3 separate regions of the Sus scrofa genome follow, and regions 2 and 3 are each linked to region 1. A link is a contact called in public Hi-C data. All regions are on one chromosome and are shown on one strand. The core of a region is the stretch at or near the end of the contact, and the rest is flanking DNA. Distances in the headings are between cores, read along the strand shown. Region 1 holds the start of NOL6 (nucleolar protein 6). Region 2 holds the start of RPP25L (ribonuclease P protein subunit p25-like protein). Region 3 holds the start of KIAA1161.

What was found. Hi-C and Micro-C count contacts between places; a contact is called where the count stands out from the background.
Region 2: a contact with region 1 is called in a Hi-C map of mesenteric adipose tissue, with 2.1 times the contacts expected there. The contact joins the promoter of RPP25L here to the promoter of NOL6 in region 1. A contact is called at or near these places in 1 of 5 promoter capture datasets (liver) and 5 of 47 Hi-C or Micro-C datasets (brain, embryonic fibroblasts, mesenteric adipose tissue and 2 more).
Region 3: a contact with region 1 is called in a Hi-C map of embryonic fibroblasts, with 4 times the contacts expected there. The contact joins the promoter of KIAA1161 here to the promoter of NOL6 in region 1. A contact is called at or near these places in 1 of 5 promoter capture datasets (fetal liver) and 1 of 47 Hi-C or Micro-C datasets (embryonic fibroblasts).

What each region holds. Positions count from the first base shown.
Region 1 is chr10:33,018,986-33,023,986 of Sscrofa11.1, reverse strand. NOL6 (nucleolar protein 6) reads right to left here and starts at 1,952. Exons shown (of 26, transcript XM_003130678.4): 1 at 1,765-1,952; 2 at 101-304; 3 at 1-19. The coding sequence starts at 1,818.
Region 2 is chr10:32,187,175-32,192,175 of Sscrofa11.1, reverse strand. RPP25L (ribonuclease P protein subunit p25-like protein) reads right to left here and starts at 2,994. Exons shown (of 2, transcript XM_003130658.4): 1 at 2,898-2,994; 2 at 747-2,123. The coding sequence starts at 2,089. The coding sequence ends at 1,598. ARID3C (AT-rich interactive domain-containing protein 3C) reads right to left here. Exons shown (of 12, transcript XM_021064675.1): 12 at 4,937-5,001. DCTN3 (dynactin subunit 3) reads right to left here. Exons shown (of 6, transcript XR_002336315.1): 6 at 4,937-5,001.
Region 3 is chr10:32,433,423-32,438,423 of Sscrofa11.1, reverse strand. It overlaps KIAA1161, which reads right to left and starts at 2,075. Exons shown (of 2, transcript XM_021064686.1): 1 at 1,615-2,075. C10H9orf24 (spermatid-specific manchette-related protein 1) reads right to left here. Exons shown (of 6, transcript XM_021064685.1): 6 at 3,508-4,225. The coding sequence ends at 4,139.

The DNA.
Region 1 (5,001 bases), core at 703-3,202:
CCTTTAGTAGCTCCTCTACCTATAAGAAGGGGCAGGGAGAGTACTTCAGCCTCAGAGGCTCAAGCCTGCCCCTCTAACCCATGCCCCAGCCACTCAGTACCTGTAATCGGAGCAAGCTGGAATGGAACAGACTTTCAGTCTCCCGAAGGCGATTCAGCTCCTCATTGGTAGGCTCCTTGTACAGTTCTGCCCGGCTGAGTTTCACTGGCTGCAGAAGACCCACTGGAGACCCAGCCACTGGACGCTTCTTTGAGGAATCCCTTTTCCCCTCCTTGACTGGGCCTTCGAGAGCTGACTCCATCATCTGTGGTCAGTGAGAGGGAGAAGCCAGGGTGAGATCATAGATACCTAGTACCCATGCCTGACAGGCCACCATGGTACAATGTGGGTAAAAGATGATGTGGGTAAAAACTTCATCTGCTCCTGGTCTCTCCTTTGAATAGAAGTTAGAATGTGTAAAACAGAATAATTTTCACTTAAAAGAATATAACTGGAGTTCCCATTGTGGTGCAGTGGAAACGAATCTGAATAGGAACCATGAGGTTGCAGGTTTGATCCCTGGCCTCGCTCAGTGGGTTAAGGATCCAGTGTTGCTGTGAGCTGTGGTGCAGGTCACAGTTGCAGCTCAGATCTGGTGTTGCTGTGGCTGTGGTGTAGGGCAGCAGCTATAGCTCTGATTAGACCCCTAGCCTGGGAAGCTCCATATGCTACGGGTGCAGCCCTTAAAAAAAAAAAAGAATATGACTGAGCTCTTGGGGAGTTCCCTGGTCATCTAGTGGTCAGGACTTAGCACTTTCACCACTGTGGCCTGGTTCAATCCCTGGTCTGGGAACTGAGATCCCATATCACATTGTGGCAGAAGAGGAAGGAGAAGAAGTTTACTGAGCTCTAGACCAAAAACTCCTTGAGTTGAGGGTTCCCCGTATACTTGACAGCACAAGCATGGAGCTCTGCTTGGAGCTGATAGGAGTGGTAGCTGGCTGTACCCTGCCCAATGCAATGCCTAAGCTCCTGTGCTTTCAAGTATAAGGAGCTGCTTCTGCTGCTGGGTTAGTCCTAGGACTTTGCAAATGCCATCTCCACTCTTACTCTATCTAAACCCTGCCAGGTCACACACACACACACCACGACAGCATGCAAGCCCTGACAACAACAGACTTCAGGATACATTAAGTGCTCAGTAATGGAAAGAGCCTACTGGTTTTGAAGGATATACAGTAAATCATCCAATTCTCACAACAATCCTAACTGAAAACGCTAGAACGAAGCCCCGAGAGCTTCCACAGTTGGTATGCCTATACTGTGAGAAGGCTTCAAACCCTGATCTGAGGGATCCTAAACCTTCTCCCCTACAGCGGGCCCCGCCCCCCTCCAGGTTCCCACACCCGGAAGAGCCTTACTGGAGCGCTCTAGGAGCGCCACCATGTGGGGAGCCCAGAACTAGATCCCACCCAGCATCAAGGAGGACCTGGTCAGGGAAATGATCCAAGCTGCGGAGTGGAGTGGAGTGGGGTGTGGTGGGGTGGGGGCTGGGGCCACTTCAATTTCAAGGTGTAGAGCTAGGGAAGAGAGAAGCTCAATAGGCTTTAGTGCTTCTATCCATCTCCCTTACCAAGCCCTGTCTCGGTACCCCGGGCTGGAAACATTGGGGGAATGGGGCTCCTCCAGAAGGTACCGCCCTAGTGCCCCTTGTTGGCGAGCTATCAGGCTCTGCCGTTCCCCCCTCCCCATGTTGCATTCCTTCCTCCCAGATGGTTCTCCCACCTCCGGCTCCTCAGCAGTTCCGCGATGCTGCGCTCCCGCAGGTGCGGGCCCCATCCTTCTGGTATCCTGCTGGCACTTTGGGTTTAAATTCCGCTTGCTCTACAACTTCTTCCCACGTTGGCAGAAATGCCCAAGCACGGGCAGAAATGCTGGCACGATTGTCAGCAAGCCTCGTGGCGCAGGACTCCGCCCAGCTCCAGAGCCATTGGGTGAGTGCCCATCGACTCGCTCGCCATTGGGCTCTGTCACTCTCCAAGACCGCCCACTATGGGGGAGGGGCCAAACAGGGTTCTCCGATTTCCGGCTTCTTTGCGACGCCAGACCGGAAGCCTGCCTGACGCTTGGCGCAGCTTCCTTTCCCTCACTTCCTGCACTTGGGTCTAAAGGGTAAGGGCGGGGCTGGTTTGAGTTTCTGTGGTGAGCGTTTGTTTATTTACCCCGGTGATTCCTCTTCTTTTTTCATTTACCATTTAACCTTTTTTTTTTTTTTTTTTTTTTTTTTTTTTTGTCTTTTTGCCTTTTCTAGGGCCGCTTCCCAGGCTAGGGATCTAATCGGAGCTGTAGCCTCCGGCCTATGCCAGAGCCACAGCAACGCGGGATCCGAGCCGCATCTGCGACCTACACCGCAACTCACGGCAACACCGGATTTTTAACCCACTAAGCGAGGCCAGGGATGGAACCCTTAACCTCATAGTTCCTAGTCGGATTCGTTAACCACTGAGCCAGGACGGGAACTCCCAGTTAACCAGTCTTATCTGTTCTACCGCTAAAATATACCTTGAATTTACTCACTCTTGTCTCTTTGTTTTTTAAAGAAATTTATTCTGGCCGTACCAGAAGTATGTGCAAGTTCCCAGGCCAGGGATGGAATCCCTGCCATAGCAGTTACTCCCAGTTGCTATAGTGAAAACGCCGGATGTTTAACCCGCTGAACCACAAGGGAACTCCTCTGTTTTTACTGCCAAGTTTAGTCCAGTTCGCACGTCTTGTGCCTGGTTTATTGTAATAGCTTTTCTCTATTACATTTTCCAAATTTGCTGAATATGATGACCATCCATATACTCTTCACCTACCCATCATAACCTAGTATTAATAAATGCCAAATTTGCTTTGTCTTTGTGTACTTATGTTTTACTATTTTGCAGAGCCATGCTGTACATTAGATACTTAGAAGTTTGTCCTCATTTACTGGAAGTTTGTACCCTTTAACCAACATCTCATTTCTTCCACCTTCCAGGCCCTGGCAACTACCAATCCAATTTCTCTTTTTATGGGTTTAGCTTTTTTGGTTATTTATGGCCACACCTGTGGCATATGGAAGTTCCCAGGCTAGAGGTCGAATGGGAGCCACAGCCACCAGCATAGACCACGGCCACAGCAACCTGGGATCTGAGCTGCATTTTCAGTTTAGGCCACAGCTTGCAGCAATGCTGGATCTTTAATTCAACCAGCGAGGCCAGAGATGGACCTCACAGACCAGTTCTTAACCTGCTGAGCCACAATGGAAACCCTGGGTTTAGTTTTTCTGAATTCCACATATGCAATACTACAATACTTGTATTTGTCTCTCTCTGACTTCTTTCACTTAGCATGATGCCCTCAATGTTCATCATGTTGTCACAAATGGCAGGACTTCCTTCTTTATAACTGTAGAGTGTTTTGATTGTTAAGGAAGCTTTCCTGGAAGAGATGGGACTTGTACTAAGTCTTGAAGCATGATTTGAGTTTGAGTTAGCCAAGAAGAGGAATAACCACAGTTGAAATTTAAGGAAGACCACAGAGGTGAGAGATCAGTCAACCACTCACTCCACATCTGATGACCCTTAAATGCCAGGCTCTGTGCTCAGTGTCAAGGATAAAGATAAATAAGACATGAGGATCACAAGTCAGAAACCTGGAATAATGCTCTTGCTTTAACATTTCATAGGCTGGTTCCTCTGTTTATTTAAACATAACCTCAAGTGGTTTCTTCTGACCCTGCCTTCATTTAAAATTGCAAATAGGAGTGCCCATTGTGGCTCAGTGGTAACAAACAACTAGTATCCATGAGGATGCAGGTTCAATCCCTGGCCTCACTCAGTGGGGTTAAGGATCTGGCATTGCCATGAGCTGTGATACAGTTGCAGATGAAGCGTGGATCTGGCATTGCTGTGGCTGTGGTGTAGGCCTGCAGCTGCAGCTCTATTCGACTCCTAGCCTAGGAGCTTCCACTTGCCACCAGTGTGGCCCAAAAAAGACAGAAGAAAAAAAAAGAAAGAAAGAAAAGGAGTTCCCGTCATGGCTCAGTGGTTAACGAATCTGACTAGGAACCATGAGTTTGTGGGTTCGATCCCTGGCCTCACTCAGTGGGTTAAGGATCCAGTGTTGGTGTGAGCCATGGTGTAGGTCGCAGACGCACCTTGGATCCTGTATTGCTGTGGCTCCATCGTAGGCTCTGATTTGACCCCTAGCCTGGGAATGTCCATGTGCCGCGGGTACGGCCCTAGAAAGATAGACAAAAAAAAAAAAAAAAGCAAATAAATAAAATTGCATCCACCCCAACAGTTTCAGTGGTAGCCCTCCCCAATCATCTTCATTAATACTCACCAAAACTTGCAACAATATTGTCTACTAATTACTTATTTTTGTGTGTTTCTGTCTCAACTAGCTAGGAACATAAACTCCATGAAGGCAGGAACTAATCATTTCCGTCTCATTCACTACTTTATTTTTCATCCTTTTTGGGTGGGGGAGTATGCCCACAGCATGTAGAAGTTCTCAGGCCAGGGATCAAACCTGTGCCACAGCAGTGACCCAAGCCACTGCAGTAATAATACCAGACCCTTAAACTGCCGAACCACAAGATAATTCCAGTTTTATGCTTTTTTTTTTTTTCCTGGTATTTTTGCCTTTTTTTCTAGGGCCGCTTCATGAGGCATATAGAGGTTCCCAGGCTAGAGGTCTAATTGGAGCTGTAGCCGCCGGCCTACCCCAGAGCCACAAAACACAGGATCTGAGCCTTGTCTTCGACCTACACCACAGCTCACAGCAACACCGGATCCTTAACCCATTGAGCAAGGCCAGTGATCGAACCCACAACCTCATGGTTCCTAGTCGGATTCGTTAACCACTGCACCACGACGAGAACTCCTGTTCTATTTTTTATTCCTTTTTGGGGGGGACATCATTCACTACTGTATCCTTGGCATTTAGCACTGGGCCTGTCACATAGAAGGTACTCAATAAATATATGTTGAA
Region 2 (5,001 bases), core at 1,745-4,244, 830 kb after region 1:
CCCACTGAGCGAGGCCAGGGATTGAACCTGCGTCCTCATAGATGCTAGTCAAATTAAAAAAAAAAAGACTGTTAGGATTAAATGTGGAAAATATACACATATGATTCTTAGATATCACCTGAGCCACAACAGGTTCCCTCATAACAATCTTATGAGGTAAGCACTATACCCTGTTTTAGAATACTAAAGCACAGAGCCCAAAGTCACAAAACAGTAACTTGCTAGCAAGTGGCAAAACCAGGATTCAAATCCAGGTAGTCTGGTGCTCAAGTCTACGATCTTAAACACTACACTATAATGCAGGCATACCTGAGAGAGATATTTTGGGTTTAGTTCCAGACCATCTCAATTAAATGAAGATCTCAATAAAGCGAGTCACAAGAACTTTTTGGTTTCCCAGTGCACACAAAAGTTGTTTACACTATACTATAGTCTATTAAGAGTGCAATAGTATTGTTTAAAAAACCAATGTACATACCTTAATTTAAAAATACTTTAGGAGTTCCCATTGTGGCTTGGCGGTAATTAACCTGACTAGTATCCATAAGGATGTGGGTTTGATCCCTGGCCGCGCTCAGTGAGTTAAGGATCCAGAGTTGCCGTGAGCTCTGGTGTAGGTCAAAGACAAGGCTTGGATCTCGAATTGTTGTGGCTGTGGTGTAGACCGGCAGCTGCAGCTCTGAATCGACCCCTAGCCTGGGAACCTCAATGTGCTACAGGTGCAGCCCTAAAAAAGAGCAAAGAAATAAAAATAAAAACATTTTATTACTAGAAAAAGTTGAACCATCACCTCAGCCTTCAATGAGTTATAACAGTAACATTAAAGATCACTTATCATAGATCACTATAACAAACATAACAATGAAAAAGTTTGCAATGTGAGAATTACCAAAATGTGACAGAAACTCAAAGTGAGCAGATGCTGTTGGAAAAATGTCGCCAACAGACTTGCTCAATGCAGGCTTGCTACAAACCCTTACTTACTTTGTAGAAAACACAGTATTTGGGACGTGCAATAGAATGAAGTATATCAACATGCTACAGATGAGGAAAAATGTCTGTCCTGGTAGAGAGTCTTTAAACCAGCCTCAAACAGGCAGCAGTCAGCCACCCAGTGGTTTAGACACAGACAGGTTACCACTTGAGGCTTTTTAATCAACCCTAGATCCTTCCAGCACCAACCTGAGCCTACCCTTCCTGTCTCCCACCTGTGAGCTCCTGGGGGTCAAGGGCAAGGACTCCTCTTCCCCTAATCCCACCTCCACACAGCAGGCCGAGCAGAGGCTTATCAAATGGGCAGAACTTTTATTTCCTAACCCACTCCTCAGACCTCTGTCAGAAGGTAGATCAGAGTCACTGTAGGTGGAAGGCAGAATAAGCTCCTCTTAAGCAATCCAGAACTCAGCAGAGACCCCACACCTGTCACTCTTCATCACAGTCCCTTTCCACCAGCCAGAGGGAAGTTGAAGTAGGACAGGGAGGTCCACTTCTGTAACCTCAAGTCTAGATGGGGATGTTGAGCAGTTACAGGGCTTCTCAAAGAAGGCACAGCCATCCTAGACATTCAGGCCTGGAGAACAGCTTGCTTGGCAGGTCCTCAGAACCGGGTGTCTCGTGCCCTTCTTCGGGGTCGGGGGCCACAGCTGGAGCTGGGCATGGGGCCCAGGCCAGGGGGTGCCCCTGGGGGCTGATAGCCACACTCATTGGGGTCCAAGGGGTCCCGGCTGAGCAGTACCCACACCGCAGGCACATGACGGCGGACTGTGAGGGGATCTAGGCCAGTGTCAGGTGAGGTTGGCACCCAGCTGTCCTCTGTTTGCAGGAAGCGCAGCTTGGTGAGCTGGTGCAGGCCTGGTACCCGCCGTTTGACGATCTCGGCACAGCTGACAGCCTTGCCGGCAGCCCGGCCAGAACCTGAGAAGACCACATGCCGGGCGCTGCCACCCTCCAACCGCCCCAGCGCCAGTCCCAGCAGGTTGCGGATCTTGCTGCCATCTCGGACTCGCATCTCCAGGGTATCAGGAGGCAGCTGGGGCATTGGGGAAGGTGCTGGTAGTTCCACAGAGCCAGCTTTCCGGTAGTGCTCCATCTCGCTTGCTGCTGGGTCTCAATCTTGCTGCCCGCTGCAGGGAGGTGTCAGAGGAATGCTAGGCAAGGTGCCCCAGGCCATCCCCCACCCCACCCCCCATCCCTGGCTCCCTAGGACATGGCTGTGCTCCTCAACCCAGACTTCCCAGGAACAGGACCACATCCCCTCACCCCCAGAGCAGGGATGCCTGCCTCCCCCTGACAGGGGGCTGTATCCCCTTCCTCCGGACAGAGCCATAACCCTCCCCCGACCCCCGCAGTCCCAGAGACAGGACCAGATTCCCCACTGGCCGAGCCCCCTCATCCCAAGCTGCCCAGCACTGGTAACGAACTTCCTTCATCTGGGGCGCCTTGGGACAGGGCTGGGGCCCTCGGCCCAGGCTGCTTGAGAACAAGACTTTGTGCTCCTCTCCCTGGACTCTCCAAGGAGGGACGAGGACAAGGTTCCCTCACTTCGTGCTCCCGGAGGGCAGGGCCAAGCCTCTACACCCCAAGCTCCCCAAGGCAGACCCCTCTTCCAAAAGCTCCTCAAAGGCAGAAGTGACCCCCTCCCCAACTCCAGGACCTCCAGGACAGGGCCGAGCATCCCTCGCCCAAAGATCCCCTGGGTCGATTCCCCTAACCCAGGTCACTCAGTAAGTCGGGGATAGCGTGGAGGGCTGCTCGGGCTACTCCTGGCGGCCGGTCCGCGGCCGCCACCGCCCCGGGCTGCTCCCAGTGTCCAGGCGGGCGCAGCGGCCCAGCAGCCGGCCTCCCCTCTCCTGCCCCCGACTCCGGGCGCCCTCACCCCGCTGGGTTCTAGCTCTCACCACAGCAGCCACGCACTCTACCACTTCGCTCCTAGTCCAAAATGGCGCGGGACGGGGGCGCGCCGAGGCCGCGGGGCCGCGCACGCCGGACGGGGCGGGGCCTCAGGAGACAGGACCAGAGGCGACTCTGCCCACAAACTGAGAGCGGCCGCGACGGCAGCTTGTGGGTATGAGCCCAGCCGCGACGCGAGGGCCGGTGGCATGAGGGTATTAGGAGTCGTCTCCCGTCGGAAGGAAGTGAAGGATTTGACCTCTGTTGAACACAGTGCAGTAACAAAGGCAGAGCAGCGGGTTTCACTTCGGACGGGAGCAAGAGGGGGGCTGCTGCTGCGGGGACAAGAACTTTGGTCACAGAGTTCTGAGTCTAGACCTCATCTTGTGGACACTGGCGTATCACGGGGAGGTTTCATCAGGCGCAGGTCAAACCAGATCTTTTTGGCACAGCTCACTCTGGCCGCAGCGCAGAAGGGAGCGGGGACCGGCCGCATCCGCTGGTGACTCCCGGGGGCGTGTCCACATGGACCAGCGTATGATAGGGCTCAAATATTTGTTAAATTATTTGTTGAAAGAATGAACTAGAGAAATGGCAGAGTAATGGGGAGAAGTAGATTCATTTGGAAGATAACAGGAAGTAGGTTTGGCGACTGTTCCGACGGAGAAAGAGGGAAGAGTCTAGGATGACTCCCAGTATCAGACGAGCTCAATTCGAAATGCCAACGAGACCGCGCGGGTGGGGTGGAAGGCCGGCGGCGGATGAAAGGGGCCTGGAGGCACAGCAGTCCCTGAGACCACAAGGGGGCAGCAAACACTTGGTGGAGTGAAGTGCCACTGTTTCTCGGCTCCAACCTGCCCCTTCTCCTTTCCAACCACCCCCGCACCCAACTAAAATCCCCGTCTCCAAACCTCTTTTAGGCTCCCCTTCTCGGTATAGCACCAAGTAGGCTCCCCAGAAAAAAACTTAAAAGCTCCCCTCTGCCTTTGCACATGCTGCAACCTCGGCTCTCAAAGACCCTGTGTATCACCCTCCAGGGATGTCCCCCACTTTCCTTTTTCTTCTGTGCCACAAAGAACCCTGGTGCCACCTGGTCCCCTTCCCTTTTCCTTGACTGTCTCCCTAGCTAGGCTGTAAAGGGTAGGGATCAGGTGGACCCTATCTGTGTCCTTCCCACCTGGTTGGCATCTGACCTTTTTAATTTTTTTTTTTTTTTTTTTTTTTTTTCTTTTTAGGGCTACGCGTGGCATATGGAGATTCCCAGGCTAGGGGTCCAATCCAAGCTACAGCTTCTGGTCCACAGCCACAGCAACGCAAGATCTGAACCACATCTTCGACCTACACCACAGCTCTTGGCAGTGCCAGATCCTTAACCCACTGAGCGAGGCCAAGGATCAAACCTGCCACCTCCTGGTTACTAGTTGGATTCTCTCTCTCTCTTTTTCTTTTTCTTTTTTTTTTTTTTTTTTTTTTTTTTGGTCTTTTTAGGGCTGCACCTTTGGCATATGGAGGTTCCCAGGCTAGGGGTCTAATCAGAGCTGTAGCTGCTGGCCACAGCCACAGCCACAGCAATTCCAGATCCGAGCTGCATCGGCAAACTACACCACAGCTCATGGCAACACCAGATCCTTAACCCACTGAGCGAGGCCAGGGATCGAACCACAACCTCATGGTTCCTAGTCAGATTTGTTAACCACTGCACCACGACGGGAACTCCAAACAATGTCTCTCTCTTTTTATTTTTTTGGTCTTTTTGTCTTTTTAGGGTCTAGTCGGATTCACTTCTTAGGCGCCACAAGAGTAACTCTGGCATCTGACATTTAGCGTGTACTTGGTAAATGTGGGATAAATGGACACATAAACGAATGTCCACTCACATCAAGCAAATGAGAGCATTTGTCATGAGAGCTCTACATTTCCCAGAAAGCCAGACTAATGAGTATAGCTCTTGGTCCAAACTACTAGGAAGGCTGATGCCACTCTCTGGCCTCCACCACCCTTATCCCCACCACCACCCCCATCCTGGATCAGGAAGCTGGCACACTCCTTCAATGATCTCCACAGTTTATTGTCACTGGACTAGGACACTGATGAGGGGAGGGGCGCAAATAG
Region 3 (5,001 bases), core at 826-3,325, 590 kb after region 1:
CACACAATTTAGCCTTCAAAACTCCCCCACCTCACTATGGACTCCCCTTCCTGTAGGTACAGGTTAGAAAAGCCCTCCTGGAAAATGCAGGCCTTTAGCTGACGCCCTTAAGCCAAGCAGAACCCAAAGAAGGTCTTAGATGGCCCAGGCCAGACCTGCTGTACATTTATATTCAATCTCTTCAAGACAACCAAGGCCCCATTCTGGGTACTAAGGAAAGAAGGGGAAAGGGTCCATATCTGAATAGGAAAGAGACTGGTCGTCCTCAAAACTTTCATATTAGGTCAGCCCATCTCATGACTCCTGGAGGCATGGAGGGGCCACTAAGGTGACCTCAAAAGCCTTTTCTAACACTTAGGTTCTGAGAATCTTTATTCACTAGGGTTCTAAGATTCTTTGATGAAGGACAGAAACCCGTAGACCTTTTACTGGTCTCCCTACTGCCACCACAGCGTCCAACCCTAACAATAATGCTGTACAGGAGGCAAAGCTGCAGTGCTCACTTTATAGATGAGTAAACAGTGGCCCAAACTTCAAACAAGAAAAAGGAACTTGTTTGAAGTCACCAAAGTAGCAAGGCTGCCTGAATCCAAAATCCAGGCTTGGAGTTCCCGTTGTGGCTCGTGGTTAACGAACCTGACTAGTATTCATGAGGACTAGTATCCCTGGCCTCGCTAAGTGGGTTAATGATCCAGTGTTGCCGTGAGCTGTGGTGTAGGTCGCAGATGCAGCTGAGATCCCAAGTTACTGTGGCTGTGGTGTAGGCCAGCAGCTTCAGCTCTGATTCGATATCTAGCCTGGGAAACTTCATATGCCACGGATGCGACCCTAAAAAGAAAAAGAAAAAGAAAAAAAAAAAAAAAAGACAAAATGGAGGCTTAACCCTCCATGGTATTAAGTTTTAGGAATGGAAGATAATGGTCTGACTGGCTATCTGAACACAGCAAAGGAGATCTGTGGCCAAGAGGGTGGGATAGGCTTCCATTAGGTGGGTGTGGGCATGGTGAGGCCTGTCTTCCCAAGGGCTGGTGCTGCTGCTTGCTTCAGGAAGGTTTCTGGTGGTGGGAAGTGGCAATTTTTGTGGCATCTGGTACAGGGGCTGTGGGGGAGGAACTGTGATTCCGGCGTTAACGGTGGAGCTAGAGACCCCTGTAATCCGCAGCCTCCGCCATCTGGACAAACTCCCGCTAATACTGGCAGGTGGGGTTTGCCCTAGCCAAGCCTCTGCCCACTAGACACTCAACCTCAGTCTTGGCTGACAGCCCCTAGCGGGGTCTGAAGGCGGGGGCGGCGGGGGGGGGCGGGGCAGCGGGCCCAGCCCAACTGACGGGAGGCCATTCCATGTCAAGCGGTTTGTCGAACACAAGATTCCGGGGGTAGGGTGGGATTGGAAATGTCAAAGGCAACTCGATCCGGCCCATCTCCCTGTCCTGCCCAGCGTCGGGATCCAGGGGATCGAGTGACCGAGTCTACAGCCTGGAATCCCCCACCCCCCACCTCCCGCGCTGCAGCTACAAGGTCCGAAGGGACAGACTGAGGTCAAGGGACCAGTGCCCGCTGGGAACCGCGGCCGGAGGAGGGGCCCAGGTGTCCAGGCTCGCCACACCTACTTACTCGTTTGTAGGAGCGAAAGTTCAGGAAATGTCCTCCCTCGGCAACCTCCCAAGGACTTCCCGCTAGGCTCATTCAAGGCAGTCGACTCCAGAAGTGAAGGTAAAGGGGAGGCTCCCGCCGAGCCCCTCCACGCTAGCTGAAGTTGAGTGGCAACAGCGCAGCGCGGGGCGCCGCCTCACTGAAGACAGCTGAGGCCCTCCTCGGGCCCCGCCCCCTGGCCGCTCGGCCACGCCCCGGTCTTTTGGTCTCGCCTAGAGTCGTGGAGTCCACCTGAGTCCGTGGAGCAAGACCATCCTCCCACAGTGTCACGAGGACTTGAGGCCACGCCCCTTAGCTTCCGTGCCTCCCCCTACACCCCCGCGCCACTCCTCCTCTGCTCTGTGCCCAACTCCGGGCAGCTTGGGCCCTCTGCCAGCCTGGAACCTCCCAAGCCCGCCTCCTCAGCCTTCAGAACCCCGCCCCCTCCCCCGCGGCCATTGCTTACCCTCAAGAGGGCGGCTCTCTGCCCCAGGCCTGCTGGGAAATGTAGTTCTGGAGAAAGGTGCAACTGTCGAACTTTATTATATAGAGTCCTCCAACCTCTGGGCTAAATTTGGGAATCGTCTGAGGAGGAGAGAGCTGCCGGGCAAAGGGGCGGAGCCGAACCCTTGGGATTTATTTTTCTCCAGATGTGAGCAGCTTGAGGTCGTCTGGGTATAACGCTTATTAGGTCTCCATAGGGGAAAAATTTCACCACATGGTGTTAGGGTAGCGAAATTCTGGGAGGATCTCAGTGGTTCAATGCAGGTTAGATCCAATCAAGGACCCCACAGAGGGAGCTTAGTTCCACCAGCTTGGAGGCCCAACCTGTACATTCCCACTAGACCAGACCACAGCATCTGAGATCAGGAACTGAGAAGACAAGCTTCTGCTCGGTATTTTGCAACGCCTTTCCCCATCCACTGCCCCCCACTCCCCTTGATGAAAGCCATTAGAAGTACCCATGCTGGAGTTCCCACTGTGGCTCAGTGGGTTAAGAATCTGACTAGTATCCATGAGGATGTGGGTTTGATTCTTTGTCTCCCTCAGTGGGTTAAAGGTAAAAGGATCTGCAGTTGCCCTGAGCTGTGCTCTAGGTCACAGATGCAGCTAGGATCTGGCTTTGCTGTGGCTGTGGTTGTGGCCAGCAGCTGCAGCTCTGATTTGACCCCTAGCCTGGGAACTTCCTGTGGCCCTAATGACAAAAAAAAAAAAAAAAAGAAAGAAAGAAAGAAAACCCATGCTACAAGGAAGTGGGCATGCCTCACCATACTTCTCCCTCCAGGGGGAACTGGGTGCAAACATACGGAAGATCCTAGAGATTTTGGAACACCCCACCCCTTCCTCCCAGGGCTTTGTTTTATAATTTGAAATTTCTTGGTCATGAAACCCTTCAAAATTGTTTGGACCCCTTGGACTTGGGTGGGCATGGCAGCAAGGGTATCTGAACAGAGACTTTTAGGCTGTGATGGAGGCTCTGGGAACAGAGATCAAGAACGTTGGGAATAGGGACATGGCTCTGACTGCAGAATGGAGGCATGGAGGTGAAGGGACATCTAAGCTTGGGGGATAGTGGGGAAATGTCAGCTGTAGGGCTCTCCTGGGGTTGAGAGGTAGATGGGCCCTCCCGCATGGCTAGTTTGGGCTCTGAGGTGGAAAGGAGGAGGACATGCCCCTCATAGGAATATTATGTGTCAGGAGGGCACTCCGGACCACCCAAGGGAAATATTGAGGTGATGAAATGGACAAGGCGACTTTGAGAACTGCATCGCAGTTGAGGGGGCTTGGCAGAGGCCTGAGTGACTGGCTCCTCACTGCCAGATCCTTCTGGGGAAGGACACTGGCGGCAGGCTTTAGGGTGAAGAATTTATTTATTGCTCAGCCCCCTTAGCCCGGCCAGTCTGGGGTCTACCAGCAGTGGTAGTCAGGATAGGTCTCAGACACAAACTCAGGGTGGACAACATAGTTGTTTCTCTGGGGGCCACCAGTCTTCTTGAAGTGACTTGTGTCCCATCTGTGGGGAGAGATGCGTCAGCTCTTTTGGACCCTCATACCTGCCTGGCAATTCTCAATGCTAACTCCTGCATTTTGCTCCACAATTCTCAATGCTAACCTTATTTCAGCATTTTGCTCCCAGCTCCCTAGGCTCCAACATTGACCTCTTAACTTTAGGTTCTACAGTTAAATTTTAGATTCCTGATACCCGCTCCCTAACAGACTTTTTACCCATTATTCCAAGCCCTGAACCTAATGTCCTGATCTCTTGACTTTAAGTACCATGGCCAGCCTGTAACCCCTCAATGCCATCTCCATGCCCTCTCATGGGGGGTCCTCATTTAGCAGCCAGTTCTGACTTCCCCATGGCACCACCGCCCCCTGGTGACACTTTCCAGTAGGTGCATCGCAGTGGATGGTTGCCACCCCAACTAGTCCCGGGATCCCCAGCAGCTCCAAGGTTACAGCTTCCTCGTACGTGCGCATTTGCCTGTGTGTACACCAGACTTACCTAAGGTTGGGACAAGGGTAGTATGACTGCGGGGGAGTTAAAACAGCACAATGCATTCCGGGCCGGTGCTCGCAAGGCGATACACTCCTGGGGGAGGAAGCGGTGGGCAGGAAGGGGTCGGGCCTTTTAATTTCCCTCTACGCCCCAATCCACACCAAGACTTCTGGTGTCAGTCCTACAGCTCAGACATCCTATTCTCCAGCCTCCTAACCCTTCAAGATCCCATCGAGGCATCACCTCTGGAAAGACACTTGGAAGTCCCTCTCCCCGTGAAGCCTCATTTCTGCCGCCCAAGCTGGGCCGCGGAGAATGCTGGACTCTGGCGAGGGTTGCGGATCAGTCATTGAAGATCTGGGAGCCCCTAGATCCTCGCCACAGGACAGCAATTACCCCAGCACTTAACCCAGCACAAGGCTTAGGCACTCTTTCCTCCATGTCTTTGTGAGGGGTAAGACCCAGTTTCACAAGATGATGAATCGGCCTCTCACAGCCTGGGGAGGGGCGGGCTATCACCACGGAATTAGGGACAGGCTTCAGGACCTCCCTCGCCCTTTCACAGCTTTCTGGACGCACACTTCAGCGTTCTCGCAGGCTCAGCCCGCCTTGTCCAAAGCCACGTGCAGGGAGAAGACTCCGTTGCAGTCTGGGTTTCCGCCGAGCGCTCGGGCCTCAGTTTCCTTGACAATAACACGCCAGGCCGCTAGGCCGTCTACCTCCGCAGGGGGTGCGGGGCTCCGAGGAGGCCAAGGCCCCTCTGGTAATGCAGTCATCACTTCTTTGTTCTCTTAGAACCCAGCGAAGACCCTGCCCATTACCAATGGTGACCCGAGGCCCAGGAACGCATGGTACTCTGCAAACTAGAT